Regions from separate parts of the Mus musculus genome. Here region 2 is linked to region 1. A link is a contact called in public promoter capture Hi-C data. All regions are on one chromosome and are shown on one strand. Each heading gives the region's core, a stretch centred on a gene start, on an enhancer-like site or on the middle of the called end of the contact. The rest is flanking DNA. Distances are from core to core; before and after follow the strand shown. Region 1 holds the start of Rad54b (RAD54 homolog B (S. cerevisiae)). Region 2 has its middle 66 kb from the start of Pdp1.

Region 1 (2,708 bases), core at 12-2,511:
AAAAAAATAAGAATTTAAAGCGGTAGGTGTGTTTACCTTGATTACAATACATACACAAGTAAAAGCGTCTCATGGTGCCCATTAATGCGTAGAATTTTTGTGTCTATGTCATTTTAACAAGACTATTTACTTATTTATGTGTCTGCCTGTTTGCTTTTTGAGACAGTCTTGCTATGTAGCCCAGGCTGCTCTCTTATGGTGATCCTTCTGCCTTAACCTCCTGAGTGTTGGGATTATAAGTGTGTGCCAGCATACCTGACTTCACCCCGTGGAAAGAGAGGCACCATAGTAGCAGCAAACAACAGCTTTCCACCTGCAGCGGCCGGAGGGGTCTCACCAGAGACCTCTGCTCAGATGAGGCTGTGCTTCTTAACTTTGCCAAAGAAAATAATTTCAGAAGTCAGTGGGAAGCCAAATTTGAGTTAAGAGATGTTAATGTAGATTTAAGCAAGGCTTTAATAGAAACTGCATCGCTAATTGTGTGAGTGAGTGTGTGTGAGTGTGTGCATCTTAAGAGAAAAAAATCACTAAATATCTTACAACGGTCATATACAACACTGGTGGCTTCTGAAGTTAGACTGGTCAAAGGTTTCTAAAAAACCTTGTTTTCGGAGGAAGGGTCTACTTAAGTTTTATGTCTATGGGTGTTTTGCAGGCACTTAAGTTGGTGTACTTCATGTGTGCAGTGTCCAGAGACACCAGAACAGGATGCATTTTAATTGTCAAACGTGTATAAAATCTAGTGAATGACCTTTAACCACTCTCTCTTTTCAAAGGATCTATCTCCAGAATTCTTAGAGCAGAAGGATCAGCAAGACTTTGTCTATCAAGACCTTGTCTACAATACTTTAAGATAGTGTCTTTTTTTTTTTAAGTTTAAAGGAGCTCTTCTCCTTTTCACGAGAGTCCAATAATCACGCATCTGTTTTTATACTCCTAGACCTTAAAAGGGCTTGTAAAACAGGGGCTGCAACTACTGTAGCTCAGTGTCACTTGAGTAACAGGATTTCGTGTACCTCAGTGGTGCACACACTTCTATGATCCGAATCCTAATTTATTGATTTAAGTTGTGAGGCTTATCGCCTCAGCTAGGACCTGAAGACTGAAACCAAATCGGTTCGTTTTAGATCTAGCAGTCAACCGGAACCAAACCTAGACCCACGTAAAAGGAAGTGCAAAGGTACCTGCAACGGTTGTCCAATCAGAGTCGGGGGCGGGACCAGCACTGCACGCCGTGGTGCGCATGCTCGGCGCCCGGCCCGTGGTTGGCTGTAGGAAGGCGGGAAGCTCGAGCTGGTCGGCGGCAGGCGTTGGTACCTGCTGCGGGGCGCTCGCGATTTCGGTCAGCCTGCGGGGTAGGTCTCTGCAGCGGAGGCCCGGGGAGGCGCGTGCGGGGCCTGGTGCAGGATGGCGCGGGTCCCGGGGAGCTGGGCGAGGCGGCGGGAGCGCCCTCGCTGGCTGGGCAGGGGGCAGGGGGGCGGGTCCTGCGGGCCGAGCGATCTCGGAGGCCACGGCCCCCGAGGCCGCCTGGGGCCAGAGAACATCAGGTGTCAGCCAAGAGCTTGTGGAACCATCTAGCACCTCCCCTAGGCGAATTACCCACCCACTAGTTCTCTCTCGCCCTCTCTCCGCTCCTGGTTTCAACAAACAAACAAAAACACACCATTTACATTAATTATGGAGGATTTTGTAGGTAGGTAGATTGGAGTCCCAAAGTCTAAGGGGAATTTACAGTATGAAATGGAAATCTTATTACCCAACGTGGCTGGAAGCCAAAAAGCAGAAATAGCAAGGCCTGTTGCTAGCTGTTGGAGTTTTATTTATTTTCTTGCATCCTAGAAGTTGCCACACCCTCTTCCCCATGTAGTCCAGAGGAAGGCAGAGATTCTGGCTATGATTCTATAATCCCTCTTGTCTTTCCTCTCCTGGGACCTTTGTTGTTTCTGATTTCATAGGATTTTGTGGATTAAACAGGCAACAGTAATTATAAGTAATAATATTACAGAAAGTATTTGAGTACTGTGTGTCAAGCTTTGTTCTGAATTCTTAAATTAATCTCACCGTTGCATAGTCGTATGCTTGAGTGTGATTAAGAGTGAATAAGACACAAGAGGAGACACGGATTTAAGCTAACTGCAGAATCACCTGCTGGGAAGGTCATTGGTGCACAGTTATTAAGGCAAACATGATGTGCTCCAGATATCAGCCTGGGCTGGCCGTTTTCCTTGGGAGACCTAATCTCAGCCGTAGCGTGTTACAAGCCTCAGAAATCGCAGCATTTCAATAGAGCTGCCAAGTGGCTTTACATCTAGGGCCTGTAAAAAAGGTCTCAGCAAAACTAGTTTACAAACCAGCTAGAGCCGGTCGGAGATGGAAGATCTCAAGTTCAGAGCCAGTCTAGGATCTATAGAGAGCCCTTGTCCTAGAAAACAAAACAAACTAGTAAAGATGCTAATATGTTTTGGGAAATAAACTAATTTCTGTAGTTCACCTTTTTAAAAAAAAGATTTATTTTATGTACACTGTAGCTGTCTTCAGACACACCAGAAGAGGGCATCAGATCCCATGACAGATGGTTGTGAGCCACCATGTGGTTGCTGGGAATTGAACTCAGGACCTCTGGAAGAGTAGTCAGTGCTCTTACCCGCTGAGCCATCTCTCCAGCCCCTGTAGTTTACTTTTAAATGCATCAACAAATTAGATCAACA
Region 2 (2,800 bases), core at 239-2,738, 340 kb after region 1:
CAAAGACCCAGATATCTCCCTACTTCAAATTAAGCAAAACTTCCTCACTCCTATTCCCTCTATTTTTGCCTTTTAGTTCCAAACGTAGTCAAGTCGACAACCAAAAATAGTCATCACAGGCATCAGTCACTAATTAAGAAACTGCCCTACAGGCTTTGCCTTAAGCCATATCTATGGAAACTGCCCTACAGGCTTGCCTTAAGACACATCTATGGAAGCTTTCCTCACCTGAGGTTCCCTTCTCTCAGAAGACTCTATCTGTGTCAAGGTGACATAAAACTAACCAACACAATTGACTCTTGGTTGGCTCCACACACAAATACATCACTCTTTCCAGTTCATTCCCAAGATCACACATTAATATTATCATCCCACTATAAAAATCCCAAATCTTAAAATTCTTTAACAATTTAAACACTGAAAAAAAAATCAGCCTCTTTAAAATATTATCTCTTTTAAAATGTAACGTCTCTTAAAAATTCAAAAAAAAAATCTCTTTAAAAGTTCAAAATCTTTCAACTGTGAGATTCTATAAGATCAAAAATAAATGAAGCATTTTACTTCTCTCTGAAAGTTCACAAGCCAGACCTCCATCATCTGTACTGCTCTAAACATTCTTATCTTCAAGCTTCCATAGAATAGCCCACTGAGCCATCAACGCTCAATGACTTTCTAGGCCAAACTTCTGAAGTCCTTCTACAATCCTCTCAATAAAAACAGGATCAGGTCTGTCCCAGCAATACCCCATTATCCTGGTAACTATTGCTGTGATTAAACACAATGACTTAAAGAAAGCTGGGGAGAAGATGGTTTATTTAGCTTATATTTCCTTGTGGTAGCCCATCATCAAAGGAAGTCAGAACAGGAACTCAAACAGGGCAGGATCCTGGAGGCAGGAACTGATGCAGAGGCCATGGAGGGCTGCTGCTTACTAGCTTGTTCATCATGCTTGCTCAGCCTACTTTCTTACAGAACCCGGGACCACCAGCCAAGGGTGGCCCTACTTAAATCCATCACTAAGAAATTATCTTATAGGCTTGCCTATAGCCTAAACTTACGGAAGGATTTCCTCAACTGAAGTTCTTTTCTCTCAAATGATTTTAGCCTGCATCAAGCTGTCATAATATTAGCCAAGCAAGGCCTTGCATATTCATCATATTAACAGGCCCTGCCTAACTATAGGAATTAGTATGTGGTTTTGTAAGCTTTTGTTACAAATAGTTATTAGGCAAACTAGTCATCTAGATAATTTAAAAACTCCTCTGGTACTAAATATGAGGAGTGCTAGATAAACTAAGACAGGTATTTATACAGTTATTCTTTTTAATGACATACTTTTTTTTTAGACAAAGAGATGAGCTCAGAAAACCCACAGGCGGTAACAATAACGGGAGAAATAAAAACCAGTGAGACTGAAATGAGCTGGAGATGCCACAGGAAGGGGCGTGCCTGCAGAGCCCCGCCTGCAGAGCCCCGCCTGCAGAGCCCTGCCTGCCTGGAAACAGCAGATAAGTCAGGCCCTGGAGGCAGGAAATCAGAACTGAAACGCAACGTTTCAGGCAGAGGATGCAGTGCAGAATTCAAAACAAATGAACAAAAAACTTCATCTTCAGAGGCACGTTAAAGATATTCCCAACACCCTCTGGTGTATAAATTCTTGACTGTGGCATCCTGCAAATTTTCCGTAGGTGTCAAAGCACAAGATGTGGTGTTTGCGGCTGCCAGCTGAGCAAATGCAACACTTCCCTTGCAGAATGCCATTGCCACCTCCCCAGGTAGGCTCTGCAGGGTTTCTAAGATTACACTCCAACAAAGGCAGATTGATACTGGAAAATAACAAAGCACAGGAGGGAGTCATCAAAGGAAGGAGAATCAACAACAGGCACAGAGGGCATATTCAGAGCTTTAAATGCTATAATTAATAAAGGTGAATTAATTTTTTAAGAAAGGCTTTTAAGTGGGACTTAAGGGGGAGAGTGGGAGAGTTTCTGAAGAATTGATAGGGCTGAGTTTGGGAATGGAATGTAGTAGAACTTTTAGAAATCAAAACTAAGCACAAGCTGAAAGTCTCTAGCCGAAAAAAATACCTGCATACCACATATCTCACAGGCCACTTGTATCCAAAATATATAAAGAGTTTCCTAAATCCAACAGCAAGAAAACAGCCTGGTTAGGAAATAGTAGAAAGATATCAAAGGAACACTTGAGGAGAACCAGTATCTCTGGTTCTTAGAGAAATACAGCTCAAACCCATGTGAGAAACAATCAGATGCCTGAGAGAATGGTTAACATGCAAAATAAAATCCTCTGACAACGCTAAATGCTGACAAGGATGCAGAGACACTAGATCTCTAGGATAATGCAGGTGACAGTGTAAAATGGTACAGCCATCCTATAAATCAGCTGTGGGTCTAGAAAATTAAAAGACACAATGACGATCACCTTTTCCATACAGAAATGTCGCCTCGCTGTTTGTGCGGCTCTGTGCAACCTCACAAATCCCAGACATATCACAGCTGTCCATCAATGGGAGGACAAAACAACCTCTAGTTATACAAGCAACACTACTTAGAGATGAAATCAGGTAAGCTGAGATGCACGTGGCTCAGACTGAGCTTTAAATCACAGTGCTAAGGGAAAGGATCAGTCTCCGAGGGCCACAGGTGCTGTGCATTGTTGTTTTGTTTTGTTTTGTTTTTAATGTTCATCTCTCAAAGCTGCAGCCAGTTAGAGAAAGATGGGAGATAAGTAGTTACTAGGAGAGAAGAGAAGGGAGGGCAATTACAGCTGCATGAAGAGG

Evidence for each region. Promoter capture Hi-C pulls out the DNA fragments that hold promoters and counts their contacts.
Region 2: a contact with region 1 is called in a promoter capture Hi-C map of the HPC-7 cell line, with 2.6 times the contacts expected there. The contact joins the enhancer-like site here to the promoter of Rad54b in region 1. A contact is called at or near these places in 6 of 39 promoter capture datasets (the HPC-7 cell line, cranial neural crest, hippocampal neurons and 2 more).

What each region holds. Positions count from the first base shown.
Region 1 is chr4:11,557,659-11,560,366 of GRCm38.p6, forward strand. It overlaps Rad54b (RAD54 homolog B (S. cerevisiae)), which reads left to right and starts at 1,262. Exons shown (of 15, transcript NM_001039556.3): 1 at 1,262-1,355. LOC115489931 (predicted GPI-anchored protein 58) reads right to left here and starts at 2,161. Exons shown (of 3, transcript XM_030253962.1): 1 at 2,146-2,161; 2 at 1,185-1,634. The coding sequence starts at 2,161. Gm35693 (a long non-coding RNA gene) reads right to left here and starts at 1,168. Exons shown (of 3, transcript XR_390401.4): 1 at 1,017-1,168; 2 at 256-373.
Region 2 is chr4:11,898,698-11,901,497 of GRCm38.p6, forward strand. No RefSeq gene overlaps it. Among named protein-coding and RNA genes, the nearest start is that of Pdp1, 66 kb to the right of the region's middle. Within about 2 kb of position 1,489, at least 96 of the 459 cell types and tissues checked have an H3K27ac peak or open chromatin away from gene starts, as enhancers often do. A contact at or near this core is called in the HPC-7 cell line and hippocampal neurons, where this site is marked.